Regions from separate parts of the Sus scrofa genome. Here region 2 is linked to region 1. The links are chromatin contacts, called in public HiChIP or PLAC-seq maps. All regions are on one chromosome and are shown on one strand. Each heading gives the region's core, a stretch centred on a gene start, on an enhancer-like site or on the middle of the called end of the contact. The rest is flanking DNA. Distances are from core to core; before and after follow the strand shown. Region 1 overlaps RCBTB2 (RCC1 and BTB domain-containing protein 2). Region 2 overlaps ITM2B (integral membrane protein 2B).

What was found. HiChIP or PLAC-seq counts read pairs in DNA pulled down with a chosen protein or histone mark.
Region 2: an H3K27ac HiChIP or PLAC-seq map of alveolar macrophages shows a contact between it and region 1. The contact joins two enhancer-like sites. A contact is called at or near these places in 2 of 5 promoter capture datasets (fetal liver and liver) and 2 of 2 datasets of contacts at active chromatin or transcription factors (alveolar macrophages and skeletal muscle).

The regions. Positions count from the first base shown.
Region 1 is chr11:19,092,564-19,097,421 of Sscrofa11.1, reverse strand. The region is part of intron 1 of RCBTB2 (RCC1 and BTB domain-containing protein 2); the gene reads right to left. Among named protein-coding and RNA genes, the nearest start is that of RCBTB2, 13 kb to the right of the region's middle. Within about 2 kb of position 2,516, at least 1 of the 83 cell types and tissues checked has an H3K27ac peak or open chromatin away from gene starts, as enhancers often do. A contact at or near this core is called in alveolar macrophages, where this site is marked.
Region 2 is chr11:19,372,163-19,377,326 of Sscrofa11.1, reverse strand. The region is part of intron 1 of ITM2B (integral membrane protein 2B); the gene reads left to right. Among named protein-coding and RNA genes, the nearest start is that of ITM2B, 3.0 kb to the left of the region's middle. Within about 2 kb of position 2,951, at least 28 of the 83 cell types and tissues checked have an H3K27ac peak or open chromatin away from gene starts, as enhancers often do. A contact at or near this core is called in alveolar macrophages, where this site is marked.

The DNA of each region.
Region 1 (4,858 bases), core at 1,267-3,766:
TTCAAGTCAAGTTCTGTTTAAAATCTAACATCTGACTCATTCTCTCACTCAACTTTTTTTTTTAATTAGAATTCTCATACGTTTGTCTGTTTTATTGCTCTTTTCAAAGAATTAGTTTTGGTGGTCTATTTTTCCTCCCTATTTATTTTTATTATTATTTTCTGCTTTTATCTTTTTTTTTTGTCCTTTTGCCTTTTCTAGGGCTGCTCCCACGGCATATGGAGGTTCCCAGGCTAGGGGTCTAATTGGAGCTGTAGCCGCTGGCCTATGCCAGAGCCACAGCAATGCCAGATCCGAGCTGCATCTGCACAGCTCACGGCAACGCCAGATCCTTAACCCCCTGAGCAAGGCCAGGGACTGAACCCGCAACTTCATGGTTCTTCGTCGGATTCATTAACCACTGAGCCACGATGGGAACTCCTGCACATATATTTAAAGCACACAATTTGAATCTGGTGCTGCCAGCGAGTGCCTTCCCAGCTGCACAGAGGAAGCCTGTTTTTAGTGGAAAGCAAAAGAGAGAGACCAACAGACAGAGGGAAGCAGAGGCAGACAGAGAATGAAAGAGAGGGAGGTAAGGTTGGGGTTGGAGAAACAAGAGAGATGAAAGTGAGAGAGAAAATAATATTAGTGATTATACCTAAATCCAAATCCATCCCTGACTTCCCAGTTTTATAGGCCCACATGCTTTCTCTTCCATATTCCTGTCTCTCTCTTCCTGAAGTTAGTCTTGGGTTTCTGAACTTGCAAGAGACAGAATACAAACTGTCACCTCTCATTGCTTCTCTTTCAGAATCTACTCATACAAACCCTTAGTGAACAATGTAGAGTTTTCTGAATGTTTCAAAGAAAAAAAAGAGGAGGTTGATGAGGTATATCCACTGCACGCAGCCAGCAAACCCCAGTGGGGGCTTCTCGTCTCTGTTCCCATCCTGATGGAGGTGGTTCCTTCTGATTCTTTTACCTCGCAGCCTTCAGCCCCTTTGGTTGCTTCTGTTACGCAGAGCAATCTCGCTACCATCTTTAATCCAAGCATCTCTTTGAAGCTCTGATGTCTATTCTAGGTAGTTTTTCTTTAAAACTAATACCAAAGTATCCATTTTATTTTACATATTACCAGATCTCAAGCCTCTAATCCTTAAGGCTTAACTTTCTAGTCAAGTGAAATGAAGTCTGCAATTCACACCTCCTATGCCCAAGGCGAGCCACCAGCCACCAGCTGCCATAGGAGCAATGAAAGTGTTCACACACTTGTAAGTGAAGAGAGAGGGGTCAGAGACAAAGACACTTGGCCATTCCTTAGACCGAGCCTTTATCAGTTTACCGATTCAGCTGCATGGAAGGGTGAAATGGAGCACAACAGCCAAGAAAGGGCTACATCCATGCATTCACACCTTTTACTCTGCAGGGGTTCTGCCCAAGATTAAACACAACCCAGTCAATGTTTGGGAGTCAAGTTAGTATTCCCCCATTTGGAGGAGAAGAGGGGGAGGAAGGCAGTGTGGCAGAAGCTACTGGTTGTTGCCACAACATCAGTTCTTTTCTTCTCAGTAATAGACACCCCCACATTTAGATGGGTGTGAAGCACCTAGAATAGAAGCTACATTTACCAGCTGGCGTTGAAGCTAGATGCAGCATATGGCTAAGCTCTGGACAATGAGATGTAAGCATAAGATGGTGTGTGCAACTTCGGGAACGTGTCCTTAGAGGTGGAGGATATATCTTCTCTTCCACTTTTCCTCCTTCTCATTGGCCGGCATGTGGATGTGATGGCAGGATCTAGGGCAGCCTCTTGGACCACAAGATGGACGTCCCATTTGGAGGACGGCAGAGCAACAGATTAGAAGGAGACTGGGTGTCTGACAACTGGAGAGTTGCCAGCTTCTGTCTTCTTACAAACCATCTGCACATTGTAGCTGAACCTATTTTAACTGATGCCAGAGGAGATATCACCCCCTCTATTGAAATCATAGCAAGAAGGCCTTGAACTCTATGCTGAGCAGTTTAGATTTGGGGGTTATATATAATGGGGAACAAGTAATGGATTTTAGATTTGCAAACAAATAAAATTCGTTCACATTGGTGGCACTATTGTATTTTCCCTTAACGTCACTAAGGACTAGAGCACAACTTTTTAAAATTTCATGCATGGGTCACTAACCACATGAACAAAGAAAAGAAGAGGAACAACAGAGTAAGTTTGTCAATCTTAATTTTCACTTAAAACAATTTAGTATTCTAGGAAGTACATAGGACTTCCGAGAAAGGAGTGGAGAATGTTGAAATAAAATTTTTCAGTTGATACCATCTCTCTTTTTCTAGCTCTGGAGATTTTTTTTTCTTTTGCCTTCTGCATAAAATTATTTACTGTCTTCTCTTTGGATTAACAGCCAGTAATGGATCACCAAGAAAATCAGAAATAAACTGAAATCAAAGGAACTATAATGGTACAGTGGATATTTTAAATTTTGGGCTGCCCGGGGTCTATTTTCTTATGTAAAGCACTGTGGTTTCCCTTTTGGGGAACTGCTACTTTCAGTATGAGCAGAAAATCATATGATTGTCAACAAATTCTTTTGTTATCTTCAGAAAGACCTCAATTTTTTAGAAAACTTTCTAGTTATTGTTGCGAATAGATATTCTATCTTAAGGAAGTTGATGTTTACTTGAATGTGCTTGCAGTTATATCATACATCCTATAGCATGGCCTTTTCACTTAATATTTTGTTTTTGAGATTTACCCATGGCGAATCATCTCGATCTAGCTCACCTGGCTCCTATATAATACGGAGTTTTATAAATTTATTAAGTTGAACCATATCGAAATGGTTGAATCGCAGCAATTTCATATGGTTCCTATGGATCATATCACAATGATCTATTTTCCAATTGATGAACATTTAAGTTATTTTCAATATTTCATTATTGCAAGCACTGATGTGATGAAAACCCATTTACACATCTCCTAAGTACTGTGCAAAATTTTCTCTAGGTTATACACTGAAAATTAGAATTGCTGGATTTTAGGGCATGTGTAACTTCCGTTTTATCAGACAGTGCCCAGTTATTTCTCAAATCATTTGTTTGTATCAGTTTCCACTTGCCAACGCTGTACAAGAATTTCCTCATCCAGACCAACACGTGGTATCAGAAATCTTGCCAATCTGATGGGTCTGAAAAGATATACCCTTGTTTTAATTTGCATTGCCTTGATTACTGATCAGTTTGAACATCTTTTTGTACTCATATTCATGCATTTTTTGAACATACTCTTTATATCATTCCCAGTTAGCTAATGGTTATTTGACTTTTCCTCCCATTTTGTAGAAGTTTTTCATATAGTTTGACTATTGCATTATGGTTAGACGTGTTGTATCTTCTCTGAAGCACTGGCTTGTCTTTCAGAATCTTTTGTTTCGAAGAGGTTTTAAATTAGAAAATATTCAAATTTGACTGTATTTCCTTTATGACCTGTGATTTTCGAGTCTTGTATGGGAATTCATTCTACCCTGTGGTCACAAAGACATTATTCCACATTATCTCCTATAAATTTTCAAGGGTTAGTTTTCACATTTGAGTCTTTAATTCATCTGGAATTGAGCATGCATATGGTACAAGATGAAGGTCTAACCTTTTCCCTATGATAACATTCTGTTTCTGCATCATTTATTGAATAGCAATCTTGTCTACACAGAGTTGCGATGACATTTCCGTTATCTTCTAAATGTCCACACTTGCCAAGCTTCTTTTCTGTACTTCTTTTCCTGGTTAATTGGTCTCTTTTTTTTTTTTTTTTTTTTTTTTTTTTTGCCTTTGTCAATGCCACATTGTTTTACTTTCTATAGCTTTATAGTAAGTATTGATATCTGAAAAGGTAATCTTTCTATACTCTTTTTCTTCTTATGGTTTTCCATCAAAAAAATTGTCAGCTGTTCTTGACCCTTTATTATTTGCTTGAAGTTTATGCTCAGCCTGTCAAAGCCCAGAACAAAGCATGAATGTGTAGATTAGGGGGAAGAATTGACCTCTTTATGACACTGAGTCTTCCCAGCCATGAGCATAGTCTAACTCTCCATTTATTTAGGTCTTTTTCTTTAGGCCTCAGATAGGTGTGTGGAAGTTCCTCGGTCAGGGATCAAACCCATGTCACAGCAGTGACCTGAGCCACAGTAGTGACCCAAGCCAGAGCAGTGGCAACACCAGATCTTTAACCACGAGGACACCAGGGAACTCCTGGGTGTTCTTCTATGTTACTAAGTAATACATTGTAATATTTTTCATAAGTATTTTCATTATCTTCCATGTTAGTTGTATTCCTAGGTTACTTTTGTAAATGGAAAAAAATTTTCATTTTAATTGGTTGTTGCTTGTGTACTGGGAGGCCACTGAATTTTTTATTTTGCTCTAGTAACACACCATCTTGCTGGACTCTTTTATAAGCTTGAATAGTTTGTGGAGTCTCTTGAATGTTGTTTGGACAATCCAATTCTCTGGAAATCATGTTTTTTCCCTTCTATTTCATTTATTTTTCCTACTTTTAGCTCTGGCTAAGACCTCTAGAACTGAGTTGGATAGAATCGGTAATTGTGGCATCCTTGTCATGTTCCTGACTAAACAGAATGTTTATGTTTCCCTGAGTATGATATTTGTGGTATATTTTTGATAAATATCAATTATCAGCTGAAAAATGCCTCTGGGTATCATGCTCTTGGGCGGGGCTGTCTTTAACCATTGGGATGTGGCAGAGTGATGCTATGTTAGGTCTATTTTTTTTGTCTTTTGTCTTTTTAGGGTTGTACCTGAGGCATATAGAGGTTCTCTGGCTAGGGATCTAATCGGAGCTGTTACTGCCAGCCTA
Region 2 (5,164 bases), core at 1,702-4,201, 280 kb before region 1:
ACGGTCGTTGGTGCAGTCGGGGAATGTGCGTGGGGCCGGGACTGGGTTCGGTGGACCTGGAGCCCAGCGACGACATGCAAAACAACAAAAACAACAACAGAGTTTGGCACTTCCTCCCAGTATAAATAATGTGTCTAAAATGGCTGACATCATAACAAGCCTAAACCTCTCTTGCTTCTTACTTTCGTTTCCAGGCTAAACAGCCCTTGGACTAAGTCTGGCTCCTGTAAGCCTCTTAATTTTAAAAGCCTTTTCTTCTTCACCTTCTCATTTCCCACGGCCTTTCGGTACTGGCAGACGAAGTTCACGGTGGGGTCCGGAGACGGGGCAAGGGAGCGGGTGAGGGGAGAAAGCAAGGTGACGGTCTGCTCAGTTGGTTCTGGCTGTTAATTTATAATTAAAGCACATATGCCCGGTGAAGATCAGTAATTACCATGTGGATGTTAGTGCAAAACCGACAATTAATTTTAAATTATATCAGTATCTTTACGAGAACCCCTTACGCTAAGTGAAACTAAACGTTAAGAAACTTGTCCTATGTCCCTTTTTAAATGGTCCTTAATTTTAGAAAAATCTCTCTTTTAGCCCTAAGCAAAAATGACGAAAGGAACCGTAATTGTGCTAAGTTTTAGTGCTTACAATATCATTTGAGACATGATGGTAATTGTCGCAGAAGTTAAATAGGAAAGCCTCACAGCCTCTTTCTACCAGATCTTTTAGGCTGCTAAAATTTAATCCTAGAGAAATTAATTGTAGAAGTTATTTAGGTTGCATCGTTTATTTCTGAATTTTTCGTTAGCATTTTTCCAGACCTGTTATAAGTAGGGTGTTTTAACTAAGTTAAAACTGAGTTTTACCTTTAAAAAAATAGTTTGTGCAGGTATGAGTAATAAGCATTTTTTATATGGTCTGATGAAAATTACTGCTATTCAAAGGAAAACACACTGTAAGAAAGTGTGTGAAAAATAACATGTTGGTTTGGACGTGCCTGTACTCATTTTTTGGAAATATTCTAGTTAAAAACACAAACACGAGGAGTTGAGTTTTAAATGACTGCCTTGCCCTGAAATAGGAAGTGGACTGATTCCCTAAAAGGATTAAGAGTTTTGGTATTGGTATTGTTTTCCTGAATCCATTGCAAATAGTCCTGGTCTTAAGAGAAAATGTTTGGAATCCACAGAGGATAATTCCTGCAGCAAATTATTATCTTAGCTCTATGTTTATCTAACATTCATTGTACCTAAAATAGATAGGTGGTCAAGTGCCTGGTCATAACAGACTGAAATACTTATATATATAGAGATTAGGTAGATTTTAATCCTTTGTCCATCTTTTCAAAAATCCTATAAACATATATAACTCCTCCCATTTAAAAAATAGAGAAAGCATCGGATGGTGTTACTTCAGAAAGCTTTTCCCTGTCCTGTAGTGAAGGAGATTTGACACTCTGAACTGAAATCAGAGTTAATTTACTGGACAGCTTTAAATGTGACTTTTCACATTTTCTATCATTTCTGAAATGGGGACTGCACATTTTCAAAATTTCTCAAAGTTCCACCGTATCCAAATATTATGGTCAGAGCAGCAGTAAGAGTAACCATTCATAGCTCCGTGCTTTGTTTTCCCAGATCTCCATATCCAAATTAAAATATTGGAATTAAGCTGTGAGAGCCCGAGTCTTCCTTCCTTTATAACCACATAGCAGTCGTGGATGGATTTGGCAGATAATGCAATGACGAAATCTTTTTCTAGCTATACGCTCAAAGATTTCTTCAGTGAGTGACAAAATAGTGCTCTGCATTAAAAGTGGAATCCTTATAATCAGTATCTTAACAGTAAATGAAGACCTTAATAACAGACGGTCATGAAAGAATTTGCCATCTCTTCATCTGAGATCCTGGGCCGTGATTACATAATGTTCTCTGGTTCTTTGGGGTGACGATATGGTAACCGCTGAGTTAGTCTCTGAGTTCTGCACAGAATCAGCCTTCCTGTGTTTGCCTAGGGCATTTCCTTGCCTGGTTGGTCGAGAGGATCCAGTTAAGCTAGTTAGGAGCCAGAACTCCAGAACAAGAACTTAGAATACCTTTAACTCTCCTTGACCACAGTATTCCGAAGGCCATGGTATCGCAAAACGCACTCTAAGGATCGCCTGCTCTGGGGTCATCTGGAATTCTGGTTTTAAAATGCAGATTTTTCAAGCCTTATGCCATAAAAATTCTCATCACTCCAGTCAGCTGGCTTATGTAACACCCATTCCAATACTTTTACACTGCTGCTGTCTTTTGCTATTTCTTTAGCTCTTTCTCACTGCAGGGTGAGAAACCTCTGGAAACAGGTCCGTCTCCCCATTTTTCAAAGCTATCTTTTCAGTAGCTATTAACCCCAACAGCCATATCTTGATTGTATTATTTCAACTACCTCGGTTGTAACCTTTCCCCACATGTTTCTCTTTAACTGTTTTCCCCTTCCTGCACCTGTCCTAATTGGCACAGAGCTATCAGAGGTGTAGAGCACGACCTCTGTTTCGTATAACAGAGGTGAATTTGAAATTATATGCATGGTTTATGTTCTAGGCGGCCGTTCATTCATGAGTGTTTGTGTCTTTAACTTTGGAAAATGGTTTGTCACATAGGTGCACGTATCAAAGAAAATATTCAGTGTCCTGAGTCTGATGTCCCAATTTTGTCATTCTCCAACTGCTTGATCTTGGGCTTAAGTTTTCAGATTTCTTTATCTCTAAGATGACGGGCTAGGACCAGATGGTCTATAAAGGACTCTTCCCATTTTAAAATTCTATGAAAATGCTAGAATTACATAATTATATTTGGCAGGAATCGAATTGTTTTCACTGTGAAAAATAACAACTACCTCCTCACCCTATCCAGACTGTTGCCCTTCTTCCTCCCCCTGATCGGCTTGTTACATTCCTTCCTCATATTAGTAGCCGTGGGTCACAGAGAAAGGAGATAGATAGAGGTATTATGTAATCAGCTAAATTTTCCTTTTGGGTTAACCTCCCTGTAGAACAGTAGTTGTCAATAATTCTTTGTTGTCATGCCTCGTTAGGAAATGCCTTTCCCAAGGTCAGGCCTCGAAGAAGGTCAAGTTTGCTTCGTAGTTACCCCTGCAAGCTGTTTTGCTGAGAGTGTTGCTTCTCCTCAGCCCTGCATTGGGGGTGTAGTTGTAGACATCCTTAAAAGGAAGAGGAAAGTAAAGTGCTCTTGGAGGGGAGACGGTGGGGCAGGAGGGACGCCTAAGAAGTGAAGGGCTGCTAACTCGGCAAGTTCTAAGTTATGCATCACAAAATGGCTATTTGGATCCCAGTCCTTTCCGCTTTCTGGCATTTCCGTTTGCATAAGCAGGGCTGATGGGTTTGGTAATTTAGCTTTTCGCTGGTGCTGGTGTTCTTCCTATTTTTCGGCTTGGGGTTCAGGGGAGGAGGAGGAGGAACATCAAATATGATGACATTTACTGAAATGTTTCCGTCTTTAGAGCAGGGATTGGGAGCTTTGTTCCTTTTAACAAAAGTGCGTATCATTACCCAGTTGTGTAATTTCGTGCTTGTAAACATTGGCCAGTGGAAAAACCGCAGTTCAGTTCTGCATGAGGGTATTGAGGTCTGCGATGGGGGGTTCGTGCTGGGAGATGAATTAATCGGCCCTGTGCATACCGAGTGACTTGGCAGGACCTCCTGTGTGCACGTGCCTCATGGGCTCCTGCTGCTGCTGCAGAAATTGGACAAGGTTGCAGGTGGAGACATGTCACCTGCTTGGGGTCTTCCCAGTGTCATCTTAAGTATATTTTCTTCGGATGAGACAGAAGAAGTATATTATTCTTGGCAAAGTCATAAATCTGTAAGACATGATGGAATTCAGCTCTGCCATGTAAGAAGTTTGAGTGAATAGAAGTATTGTTTTAATACTTTTGGAACACATGGGACAGGCCTTTTAAAATTGATTTAGAATTAGAAAGTTTTCACTGGGAGTTCCCCTTGTGGCGCAGCAGAAATGAATCTGATTAACAACCATGAGGTTGTGGGTTCAATCCCTGGCCTCGCTCAGTGGGTGAAGGCTCTGGCGTTGCTGTGAGCTGTGGTGTAGGTCACTAGTAGCTGTAACTCCAATTCCACCCCTAGCCTGGGAACTTCCATATGCCATGGGTGCGGCCCTAAAAAGCAAAAAAAAAAAAAAGTTTTCATTGGATATTGCCAAAGCTTGATGTAAGGTGGGACATTTTATTTCTCTTATTTGTTCTTTCATACCATACCTTAAATATCCAGAGTGTCTGTTTAAAAGGCATTTTCTTTTTCCAAAAGGAAAATGCTTTCTGAATTCATACTGTAACTAAAACTTCTTAGATTCCTTTGTATATCATGATGTCAGTAGACGAAAAGCCAGAAAATTTGTCTTCAAAATGACATCAGTGAATCCATCCTCTTAAACTTTGGCACTTTTTATTACTTCTTAGACTAAAGGAGTTAAGGACTTTGCCGTCAAAGGACTTTTTCAGGCCGTAACTGCTTCCCCTTAAAATAAAGGATTTGAATTTGATGGTGCTGAATTTATGAATGTGATGGTTTTTGTCTATAGAAAGTTGTAACACTGGAGCTATGTTTTCAAGAAGCTTATGTGTAAAGAGTTATTTCCTGGCTCTCTTATTTTCTTTGCAAAGAGCTTAACAGTGAAAGTTTTATAGGGTAGATGACTGAAAGTTGAAAGTTAGAAATATTGTTTATAGCTATGACCCTAAGAACATCATTAAAAAATCATTTAATTGTGATTATCCCCTTTAATCAGTATTTATGATACATATACTTAATAGCTTTAAAGAAATCTGCAGTATAATCCTATTTATGTGTTACCAACAGTTTTAAATGATTGAAGATTTTTTGAGCTTCTTAATTTATCAGAGGAGAAAAAGAACTTTATGAAATATTTCTATAATTCTGCCATTCGGGAAAATCAAGTAAGAATTAGCATAGGCTTTTTATTTTTAAACAGGAATTTCAGTCTTGAGTTTCAGAAATGAAAACATTATTCTTGTTTTTATGATAGAGGGATGTTTTAATTTGTCATTTAGTACTTATCTTTTAATGTTGCTTGTATAACTTAGAGCTAATGTATATTTGTGAGAAGAGAAATTAATGTTGAAATTAAATTTG